2 separate regions of the Danio rerio genome follow, and region 1 is linked to region 2. Evidence: chromatin contacts called from public Micro-C data. All regions are on one chromosome and are shown on one strand. Each heading gives the region's core, a stretch centred on a gene start, on an enhancer-like site or on the middle of the called end of the contact. The rest is flanking DNA. Distances are from core to core; before and after follow the strand shown.

Evidence for each region. Hi-C and Micro-C count contacts between places; a contact is called where the count stands out from the background.
Region 1: a contact with region 2 is called in a Micro-C map of caudal fin, with 6 times the contacts expected there. The contact joins the enhancer-like site here to the promoter of dlgap1b in region 2. A contact is called at or near these places in 2 of 18 Hi-C or Micro-C datasets (caudal fin and an unstated tissue) and 1 of 4 datasets of contacts at active chromatin or transcription factors (embryo).

The regions. Positions count from the first base shown.
Region 1 is chr24:9,545,885-9,552,238 of GRCz12tu, reverse strand. It overlaps dlgap1b (discs, large (Drosophila) homolog-associated protein 1b), which reads right to left. Exons shown (of 13, transcript XM_073941580.1): 7 at 1,879-2,125. Among named protein-coding and RNA genes, the nearest start is that of tgif1, 97 kb to the left of the region's middle. Within about 2 kb of position 2,123, at least 4 of the 62 cell types and tissues checked have an H3K27ac peak or open chromatin away from gene starts, as enhancers often do.
Region 2 is chr24:9,383,805-9,389,960 of GRCz12tu, reverse strand. It overlaps dlgap1b (discs, large (Drosophila) homolog-associated protein 1b), which reads right to left and starts at 4,214. Exons shown (of 13, transcript XM_073941580.1): 1 at 4,007-4,214.

The DNA.
Region 1 (6,354 bases), core at 874-3,373, 160 kb before region 2:
TTTTTGAAACTCTCCATGTTTGATTTTGTTTTTATAAACACAATTATGCCGTCAAACTGTTGTAAGGCACGAGGCCGCACACGCCTCCCACCAGTGCCGATATACAGCCATATCGCACTGCTACTCGTGTGACATTGCTCATATATATATATATATATATATATATATATATATATATATATATATATATATATATATATATATATATATATATATATATATATATATATATGCACACACAGAAAGTGAAAAGATGTTCCTCAAAATGTTCTGGGTTTTGACACACACTTTCTCATGCTACCATATCACTGTATACTTCAGAAACTTCACTGGGTTACTGTTAAGTCACGTATTGATTTTACGACCTTTATTTTAACATAAAAAGCAGTGCATGAGCTATCACCTGACTACAAGGTCCGGATTGGCTAATCGGGTGGACCGGGAGGATTCCGGGTGGGCCGATCCGTTTTTTGGCTGTGATGGCCTATGTCCCTAGCTGCTAGCACTCTCAGCAGTCACATTTATTTATTTATTCATTTAATTATTTATTTCACCATAGCCTCACTCTTTTTATGCATTATTTTGCCGCAGCTTTTGTTTTCTCTGAGCCCCATGAGCAAAATGCAGCCTGCAGGTTAATGATGACGTAACTATCATTCGACCCCAAACAGCGGCACCTTAGTGAATATAAGAATTCGAATAATTAAAATAATGAATATTACACCTGCTCAATGAAAATTTGATTATTCACTACATTAATAAATCTGACATGACTTGATCTGAAATCTAAAAAAGGGAGAAAAAGTTTAAGCCATCAATAGAAAGTAATACTGTGGTTAAAAGAGTCTTGCAGATGACAGTGCAATACTTATTTTTTATTCCAAACAAACTGGCATAACAGAACTATTGTGGTTCAGTGGTCAGCACGTTACGTTGCGCTGCCGCCAACCCGAATTTGAACCTCATTCGAGTACAATTAGTTTTTTTTTTTTTCATTTTTAGTGTTAAGACATATAATGCTGTTTGGTTTACTTATGTAGGTGTACGTATTTAGTTTTTTGTGTAACCACCGTTACAAAGGACTCCGTATCTATAAAAAATTTTGCACATAATATATATTTAGATATTGCAGGAAAGGACATTGTGCTGTTTTAAAGAATAGTGCTGGAGATTTAGCTACCTTTTAATGTTCTCATATTTATGAAAAACATTTGAAGTTTTAAAGCAGATGTTTTCTTGAAAGAGACGTGATAGTGTCATTAGAAACTGAATTGGAAATGACATTATTTTAATATAGTCAGTCGTGAACTGAGGTAGGCTGCTCTAAGGCTTGAAACTCCTGGGCTGAAAAGGAGTCCCACTCTGGCCCTGCTGATACATTTGTGACCTGGTAACTCTCGCCACTTCCACCAGGCAGTCTTCGTTTTCCATCTGGACGTACACTGAGCCATGTTGTAACTAAAGACCATGGGTGGTCAAGCTTTTTCGTACAATATGCCTAAGCTATGGAATGGTCTACCCATCAGCATCAGTAATGCTTTAAGAAACCTCTCAAGACTCACCTTTACCATTGTTTTTAACTTAAGTTGATTATTTTTGTCAATTTGATCATTCAATTTTATTGTTCATATTTTATTGTCTTATTGTCGTGTTTTTTTTTTAAAACTGTCTTTATTGTTCTCCTTTCTTACTGCTTGCCTTGTATGCCTTGCATGCTCCGTGTCTGAGAAAAGCGCACTATAAATAAAATGTCTTATTATTATTATTCTAAAAAAGGTGTACTCAAGTCAGTGTAAACTTCATTAAATAAGGCTGAAAAACAATCTGAGCGTTGTGTCATTGGCCATGATTAGATTTATGAAAGAGTTGTGCTCATACCTGTGCTGCTCTGTATGGTTCTGACAGTAGTTGTAGTCCGCGGAGGTAAAATGGCCTGACGTGTCGCTCTCTCCTCCTCCTCCTCCTGCGAGCAGCCTTTCTCGATGGCCCGCACATAACTGTGGCTCCTCATGCGGAAACATCCGGAGCCTGGCAGATCCAGAGCATCTACAGCCTGAGACTCCATCTCACTGAAAACACTCTCACACACGGCCTCGATCTGCCCGTTCACCTCCACCTCACTCACCTGCAGAGGGAGACAACGCAACACTGTCAAAAGAACAGCTCTATACCATTCTGACGTGGGATTTACAGTCAAACCAACAACATTCAAGAGATATTTTGTGGATATTGTTGTGACAGTGGGTTTTTGACACTATTGTTTTTATGTGAGGATCGTAAAATAGATTTAAAAATAAATTTGTATTATACTAAAACAGTGGACTATAAAACCAAAGAAACTTAAGAACCTGCTGCAGCGAGACTGGGGAAATATTTGAAAATAAGTTCAGGTTTAGAAAATAATTTCAAGTTGTCATTGAGCCTAAGGATGTATTGTTAGTCATGCAAATAGTCATATTAAAATGTGTCTGGAATATTATTGGTTGACAGTAAACCCTCTCCGTTATTCCTCATGCTCTTAAATTGTATAGATTACGCATAATTCATAGAGTTTGATGTTTTTTTAATTATTGTATTATGTTATATAGTAGTATTTTTATTAGTTAAATATTGATTTAAGTGTGTGTTTGACCCATTTCAAAGAATTGTGCTGCAGTGCCCTGTCCTGTCAAATTTTAAATAAAAAAACTAAACTACACGTGTATTTCAAAAAGTCTTCAAGAATGAAAATGAATATGTTTTCACACAGTTTGACTGAATCTATTCATATTTTATTAGTATTTTATAAATTAAACTGAATAAGCTGTGTCCGCACTGTAAAAAATTGTCACTTAGTCCTGACAGCGTATGTTTTTAGGTCATTGTAACTTATTAAACTAAGTTAATCATGTTCTAACTTAATTTTCTAAGTTACTCAAGCTGTTTTAAGTCAGTTTAACAATATAAGTTTAATGGATGGTTAATTTAATTCAGTCTCTAATGCTCATTCTGCATCATTCTCAACAAAGCTTTAACACACTAATACAGATAACAGAGCAGAAAATAAAAGAGTGCAGAGGGGAGGAAATCTGTACAAGTGAAAGGCTGCATTACTAGTGCTCTTTCTTTACTACAAGTGTAGGGCATGACAGAAAGAAAAGGTGAGATTGGATTATACAGAAATGAAGCAGTGAAAGGAGTCTTGTGATTTGAGGATGGAAAGGAAGTGGAAACATGGGACAAAAGTGAGATGTGATTGGATAAAAAATAAAAACAGCAAAGGGGGCCGCAGTCAGGTGGCATTTACACTAGTAGTGTGTTTTTGTTTTGATACAGCATTTTAATATAAAAACACACTTGTACAGACTGGTGTTTTTACTGCATTCAAGAATAATACAGTCATGGTCCACACTATACACTTGAAAAAGCTACATGACGATACATGACCATTCCCACTCACACACACTCATATTTTTCCCAGCCTGATCCAAACAAGATATTGCAACTATTTTATGTTTTGTCAGTTTAGTGGCTAATTCATTCAGAAGACTTCTGTCGTATGAAAATTTAGCAAATCGTACTAAATTGTACAAATGAGATTGTAGGAATTCATACAAATTAGCCACTAAGTTACGAATTGCCGTGAGATAGCGTTGAATTTTCCAGCATCCACATTTGCCATCTACCACCTTTTTAACAGTCATGTGAGAAAGGCTTGGAGAATCAGGGAACGATATGCAATAGTCCAGAAGACCAATCAATAAAACGGCTGTTGTAAACAGCTAAACCAATATTCACTAAACTTTGTTGCAATAAAACCTCTTAAACTCCAGCAAGGTACAGTGGTCTTAAAATAACCCACAATAGACGAAATCCGCGAAGTCAGCCTAATTTTTTTTTTTTTACAATTTTTATAGATGTTTTAAGACAATAAAACGCCTCACTACACACTACCTTTCTCTGACAGGCATTAACATTTGTACCATTTTCTTTTTTTTTTTTGTTTAACCACTGTCAAACCTTCATACAAAAATAAGTTCAGTATCATAGAATGTAAGCTCTTTCTTTATGTAACGAACCGAAGATTAATTCATTCCATAATGGTGCCCTGCAGCCGCGTAACTTCTACCTTCTTTTAGCTTGTCCAGAATACTCCAAATACTCCAAACTTCTACCTTCCTCTGCCTTTTGGGTGCCACCGTCTGTGCAGGTTTTGTCAACATTGTGGGGTTTGTTGGGGAGAAAAATTGCATACAGTACATACAGTCCAGCACTTCAGAGTCACACTGCGAGCGATCAAAGATTTATGTAAATTTGGCAAGCTGAGCGCATTCTGTATACAGGAGACACGGCACAGAGATTGATTGACAATGGAAGTGCACAATCAGGATGCAAAATGCACAATCGAGATTTAATTTTATAAATTAAAAGTTCAGATTGACAAACACTGTAAATGCAAAAATGTAGCAAAAATACCTATATTTTGCACAAAAAAATAATAATAATCCACCATTCTGCACATGACTACTGCATTTTAAAATAAAGGGTTGCATTTCTGGTTTGGGGAACTGAAGCATTTAATTTAAAACAATAAATCTGTGCTACACTCTCAGACAAAATGGTACAATGTTGTACCAAAGAAGGTAAAAACCCTTGTCACTAGGGCAGTACCTTTTCATGGAACAGAATTGCACCCTAAGACAAAGAAAGTAATTAGTACCGTCATACCTTTAAGGACATGATTTGTACGATGGGGAGCCAAAATGTACCTTTGGTTTTAAAACCTGCAGATACAATATTGTACCTTCATCAAAGGTACAAATCTGATCCACAAGGGTAACACTACAGTGACAAGACACTTTGTACCTCAACAGTGTCAAATGTGTCCCTTTAAGAACCATTTAAAGGCCTTTTGATTTATACAAAATGTGTCAATTTATTTTCAGTAAATATAAAACAATCAAACAGTTTAGTTTCAGTTTACAAAAAAAAAATATTTTTGTGTAAATGCACAGTTTTCAATTTACTCAATTAATTAGAAACAGAATTATGCAAAATAGTGTACAAGATATTTTTAATTTAATTGTAATATTACTAAAATGTCTGCAAGAACGCTTTGCATATGCAGGACTTTTGCCAGCTCACATGTAAAGCGAACACCAAAAGTTGGGGATATCTACAATGAAAATGTATTTATTAGAAAGTGCTTACCAAATGTTTATTAAAAAAAAAAATCGCTTAAATGTTTAGGTATATACCTATAGTTTTATGTTTTACCAGTTGTTTTGTATTATAGAAATTAATAATCAATGTTTATGGGTTTCTTTAAACATATGCTTTTAAAATTGCTTTCCCAGAAATAATTATTTTCATAGATATTGTAATAAAGAAGAAGTTGTCCAACACTTATGTACCTTTTTTATAAGAACAATTGTGTGCCTTCATTTCTCATAGGAGGTTTTTTCTGTACCATATAATGTACAACATTTACAAAGGTACAAAACTGTTTCTTAAGAAACATTATTTATCTGTCATGAAATTAATGCAACATTATAATCACAAAGCTCATTTGAATACATTTCTTTTAATTCTTATTTGAGGATTTTTTACTCTGGGGGGTTTTCTTTTTTCATTCCCTGCAATACAGTAGTACTCAACACATCAATAATATTGATGTGGGAAGACTATTGGGGTTATTGGTTGTACTGTAGGCTGAAAGTAATCTTTTCATTTTAATAAGTTGCTTTTTAATATTTAATGAACGACCTGTAAGGATAATAAGGCCACTTCGTTGTGCTTTAAAAAAACAAGTAACATAAGTTACTCAAATAATTCATGAAAAAAAAAAGAAATGGAACAGATAAGGTGTATGTTTAGCAAAATCACAACAGAAGGATTTTTTTCTGTATTTACTATCACATGGCATTTGTAGAAAATAGCTCCCTTGGCCTCAACAAGCGGCCCTATTGCACTGCTGTACTGTAGAAATCTGTTCATCCAGAAATTCTGATTCAATAGTTTCTCTGTGAAATCTTGCACACAGTAATTCCCCTGAAAAGTGTATTTGTGGCTGCTCCCAAGTACAAAGGGACTGCCCTTATATCTATGGTTGTCTTACACACCTACGTATCTTAATTCAATATGAGTAAACCTTATATATTGATTGCTATGATTTTTTTTTGCGAGAGGACAAGTTTAAGGTAACACTTTATTTTGATGGTCTATTTAATTATTAGCAGACTGTCTGCTTAATATCTGTTGATACTGCTCCTTCAACAGACAACTGACCATAAGAAACTTTGCATATGCATGTCTACTTACACCAACCCTAACCTAACAGTCTATTTATAATCTAATGAGAATTAGTTGGCATGT
Region 2 (6,156 bases), core at 2,965-5,464:
AAGTCCAAATCCGAATCTAATCATCATAATACACAGGTTCTGATTCATTCATTGAGTAGCATCAAAGAGCTTGAGTCAAGGTATTTTAAAAACAGCAACAAAGAAAGAGAAAGGGCAAACTATACATAATATATTATGTTCAGGTTTTAAGAATGCTGCATTTCACTTAGTACATGACCCACTTTAAGCTTTGCTAGAAGGCCATGACTGATAAGGGCCGGTGGAGGGAATTTGACCTGGACAACGGGGTTACACTTTTCACAAAAAATACTATAGGATTTTAATGACCACAGAGATTCAGATCCTTAGTTGGTCCCACTTTATATTAAGTGTCCTTAACTACTATCTACTTACATCAAAAAATAAATACAATGTACTTACTGTGTTTATAATGTATTTAAGAACACTTTTGGTGCTATTGAGTTGGGATAGAGGTTGGGCAATGGACAAGTTTGGTGGCATGGGTAGGTTTAAGGGTGGGTTAAGTATTAGGGATGGTCAACAGTGTATTTACAAATGTAATTACAAAAGTTAATTACAGATGTAATTACATACATGTATTTAATCAAGCATAAGTACACAGTAAATACATGTAACAAACTATTAATTCCTGTGTAAGTACATATTAGTTAAGGCCACTTAATATAAAGTGGGACCCCTTAGTTTAATACCTCAGCGAAAGGATAGTAATAATATGGAAAAAGCATCATCAAACTAAGGCATTAAGACCCAGCCTGACAAAGCAAGCACCACTAGTAGCCTCAAACCGACCTCTTTCAGCAGCAAACTACTGTATAGTGTTCCCAGGAGGTCTCCAATCCAGGTACTGACCAGGCTCAACTTCAGTGAGCAAATCAGTCCTGGCCAGCAGGGTGATAAAAAAATCAATGGGAAGCTTATTTGATGATAGTGAACATGTGTTCTTGTGCTTCTATTTATATCCTTTAGGACCCTCTCATATATTTTATTCATTTACTTCCTCATTCTTTCAGATCCATTTTCCATAACAACCATCTACAAAGGAAAAGACAACGCTACTCCATAAATCTAATTCCCAATCCACATCTTTAAAGCACTATCGGGTACATTTACACAACATACTTTTTCTTCACTATAAAAAAGGCAAATAGTTGGTGATGTCACTTAAAGGGCACCTATTTTACCCCTTATTCAAGATTTAAGATGAGTCTTTTGTGTCTCCAGAATGTGTCTGTAAAGTTTCAGCACAAAACACCCATCAGATACCTTTCAGAGTATTGGATTTTTTTTTTTTTACTCTGAACACAATGTAGTTGTTTTTGTTGCCTGTGCCTTTAATGCTGGTTCTCCCCGCCCACCGTTCCCCATTTGCCTGTCAGAGTGTGCCTCAATCTCCACCTCGGCTACGTCAGATAAACAACACAGTGACAGACATGAAGGAAGCAGATCTCACAAAACATTAAACAAGAAATACTACAGTAAGAACTTTCCCAATGATTATTTGATGTATTTGTTGTGGAGTTAATTCAAGTCTTTCTGCAATGATGAGTCACACACAATGTTGTCACAAAGTTCATGCACATGCGCACACACACACACACACACACACACACACACACACACAGTGTGCACTTTCAACTTTGCACTGTTTTAGCATGGCAAATGTGACAGGATACATGTTAATATCCACAGCTGTATGGATTTACATATACTGTAAGGATATATATGCTGTGAACACAAAACTAACCACAAGGCTATTGGGGCCGACATGCACTGTTTTAAAAACTTGTAAACTTCATTCTTGATTACATTGGATGATGATTGATGATCACAGAGAGATGAACAGTTAATTTTCCTGGTTGCTTTGCGCACGTCATGTCATGTTGATACAATTATAAGTGTGTGTTACTACATAGACATGTTATTACACAGTTGTCAATCAACTCGGTGGGTGGGGAACAACACTCCTATGTCACATTGCAGTCGACCTTGAAATGGGAGGGATTTGGATCCTATTTTAACATCAGGACATAAAAAAGGGACTTATTGTCTTTATATCATATGTCTGTGGACATGCTACAGGGTGGGCCATTTATATGGATACACCTTAATAAAATGGGAATGGTTGGTGATATTAACGTCCTGTTTGTGGCACATTAGTCTACTGTATGTGAGGGGGCTTGTAAATAACTCATGAAAGATAAAGCTACGTTTAAAACCAAGCACACCATTGTTTTTCTTGTGAAATTCCCAATAAGTTTATTAAGGTGTATCCATATAAATAGCTCACCCTGTATATTTCCACAGTTCTGTCTAAACAGCTTACAAAAGATGATTTATGGAGCCCTTTAAAATAAAATAAAAATTGCATGTGCACATCCACTCCACTCCACTAGTTTTGCTATTTTCATTTTTGTCGTATAAACAAAATTTACCCAAAAACTATATTATAAATTGGCCAAAATGCCTAACAATCAATACTCAGGAAGCCCTATTCACTGCCATACATCTATTGTTTACAATAGTAAAAAAAAAAAAATACATATATATATATATATATATATATATATATATATATATATATATATATATATATATATATATATATATATAAAAAATAAAAAATAAAAACCTTAAAGGGAACGTTCACACAAAAATTTACAATTTACTCACCAATGTTTCCAAATCTTCATGAGTTTCCTAGTTCTGCTGAACACAAAAGAAGATATTTTAAAGAAACTAGTAACCACTGACTTCCATGGTAAGAAAAAACACAATGAAAGTCAAAGGTTACCATTTCAACATGTTCAAAATAATTTCTTTTGTGTTCAAAAATAAATTAAAATTAAGTCAAACAGGTCTGTGACAAGTAAAAGGTGAGTAAATGAATTTCCAGTTTTGAGTGAACTATCCCTTTAAAGAATGTTGACTGATAAGACCGCTTAGGTTTCCAATCTCAGTGAGTTCATGCATGCATATTGCACTTTATATTTTTGTAGCTCCTTCACTTAAACACAAACAAAATTATGCTAAAAAATAAACTCAAACAGGTTTGTGACAATTAAAGGATGAGTAAATGATGACAGAATTTCCAGTTCTGAGTTAGCATTTCAAATAATGTTGTCCTAAACTGATAGGACTGGTTTAGATTTTTAATGTTACTGAGTTTATGCATGGATATTGCAGTTTATGTATTTTTAGTAGCTCCTTCAACTAAATCACAGAAATCAATTCCAAACAAAATTGTAAATTATAAAATCCACAAATCATTAAATGTTGACTTATTGAAATGTTATTTGTGGTTTTTAGATTATAACATTTATGGAAAGGATATTTACTATTTAAGCTTACATGTGAAGTTTTGTCCATTGTTTATTTTTATTTGTTTATTTTTTTGAATATATGAATAACAGAACACATGCAGTTTATTATGCATTCACACACGCATCTCTGCGCATTTACGCGCTACAAAACAATACTACGTTACGTCATAATTGACTTGATTAGATGCAGTTCATGTGTTCTAAACAGGACGATTTATTTACCATGACATGTTATGTTTAGTGCACTCGTATCGATCCGTGCGTAATAACATCCATTTGCCTGTATATGCGTGAACTTGTAAAAGCGTAAATGAAACCCGATCACTTCAAAAGTCAATTGTTGTGTTTATTATAACACATCCATGCTGTTCTACGTCTAAAATTAAACGCCAAGACTCAGGCAGCCTCACAATCAACAGTTCACTGTCGCACCTTATGGTCACTTGAGTGCGGTCCAATTCCCCGCAGCCCTAGGATCGATGGCAGTGACATGTTGAGAATTAAAGCGCTTCCCACAAGATAAAACAGTGAGGGATGAGACAATAACACATAATGACACAACTGACACATGCTTTTAATCTACGTTGTGGAAATCATCCTCGCAGTAGCCTACGTTCAAACCGGCGCGCGAGCCAGGCAAAGCACACACCGCGTCCAACAATTGCACATGAAATTAAGCTGTCAATTACGCGCACGCTTCTTACCTTGAGAGTTTTACGGCGCAGATAAACACAGTTTTCTCGGGGAAACAGATTGTTAAATGCATTTAATCCGTAACCGTGCGGGTTGTGTGGATCTCAGCGGTGGACTCCGTTGGGGTCTTGCAGAGAACGGAATTAAAGCCCTGGTTGCGGTGGGTAGGAGGTCCCCCTGCTGCCGAGTCCTCTCACTGCCGCGCGCGCTTCACCGTCTGCGCGCACAGTCCTGCAGTAGCATCAGCGGCGCGGAGGAAAGAGCCGGACACAGACAAACTGCGGAATGGATTCAGGAGGTCCAGTTGGTCCTGCGCGCAGACTACATTCCCACATTTGTCCTCTCGAGAGACTACAGCGTTTTGAATTATGATAATCTTCCACTATGGTGAAAATAATAGAAAATAAAATATTTCAACCCTCATCCCTCAGTTTGTCTGAATGATCTGTACATTATATTTTCCTCACTAAAGTCACACCTCTCGGTGAAAAAAATAATCAACAAGAGCTTTCACAGCTGTTATAATGTATTTAGTATTCTATTATGTAGTATTTTACTGTGCTGTATAAGCTTCACATAACAGATGATTAATATTGTTAATTACCCAGTTCGAAAGTTTATATATCGTGTTTATATACCGTATTACACGTGTTTTGACCTGAATGACCTACAGTTATTATTATGTTTTGTGAATAAAGATGACATTTATTTTTATATATATATATATATATATATATATATATATATATATATATATATATATATATATATATATATATATATATATATATATATATATATATATATATGTATAATTATTTCCTAATTTTCTATCAAGTCATTCATTTTAAAAATAAATAAATAAATAAATAAACAACTTAAGAAATAAAAAATATGCATATTTTCCTTTGGAAATATTGATAACAGCTTACAATAAGAGTACATGGATAGTGATGTAATAATATGTCAACTAAACATTACTTTATAGGGAAATATATGAGTCAAAGCATGTACTAATCAAGAACTAACATGAGTTCATTTGTGAATATAAAGTGTTATGGAAATATCATTGGACAAAATATCTTTCCAATGTCTAGTCCATTGATTTGTGGCTATCGTTTTCAATAATACTTTGAAATACTTTGAAGTGATATTTCACCCAAAATGATAATGTACTCACTATTTATTTACTCTCCCTCAGGTTACAAACTTTTTTGAGTTTCTTTCTTTTGTTGAACACATTTCAAGATATTTTGAAGAAAGATGAAAATCATTGACTTCCGTAGGTAAAATAAATACTACATTATTTATACTACATGCATTTAAAAAAAAAAAAAGAGTTTATTTTGTGTTTAACCGAAGAAAGAAACTCATAAAGGTTTAAAACAAATGGTAAATGCTGACATAATTACATATTTATTTGGATGAACTATCCCTTTAATTTTAAATTCTCACTATTAAGTGGCTTATTTCTGATTATTAAGATCTTGGTTATTTATTGTTAACATTTTCAAATTTTACATATTATTTTTTTTAAATTATGTTTTTATTTCACTCTTTAACAATCAATCATCTATAACAATTTTTTAAAAAGTTGTAAAAACAGTGCAATCACTAAAGAGAATGTTTTCTCTTATAGCTGGAATTAGGAATTTCAAATTTGATTTCATGGTTGCTTGATTCCCAATTTTGGAGACCCACTTCACGTTTTGCATGTCATCTTATTTAATTTTTTTTTAAATCATCGCTCAAAAGAAACACATTAGTTCTTCTGTCAAAGTTTTAAAACCTGCTGCTCTTTTCCTAATCCCGATCCTGAAGATCCGTTTCAGGTCTTGGAGTTTCTACTATGAAATTGGTGTGCTGAATTTGGTGTGTATAGTCAGGGTGCAATTTGCAGATATGTACATATTTTAATATAACTTTATTCTTCATGTTTGTTTGTTTTTAACGCTTGTTAGAATTTTTTTTCTGTGTCTGATTATTTAATAAACCTATATTTAATAATAAATAATAATAATATTATTATTAATTAATATTAGTTAATATTATAATAATATTATTTAATAATAAATAATAATAATAAACCTTATTTAATAAACCTAAAGTTTAAAACCTGCTGCCTCTTTTCCTAATCCTGATCCTGAAGATCCATTTCAGG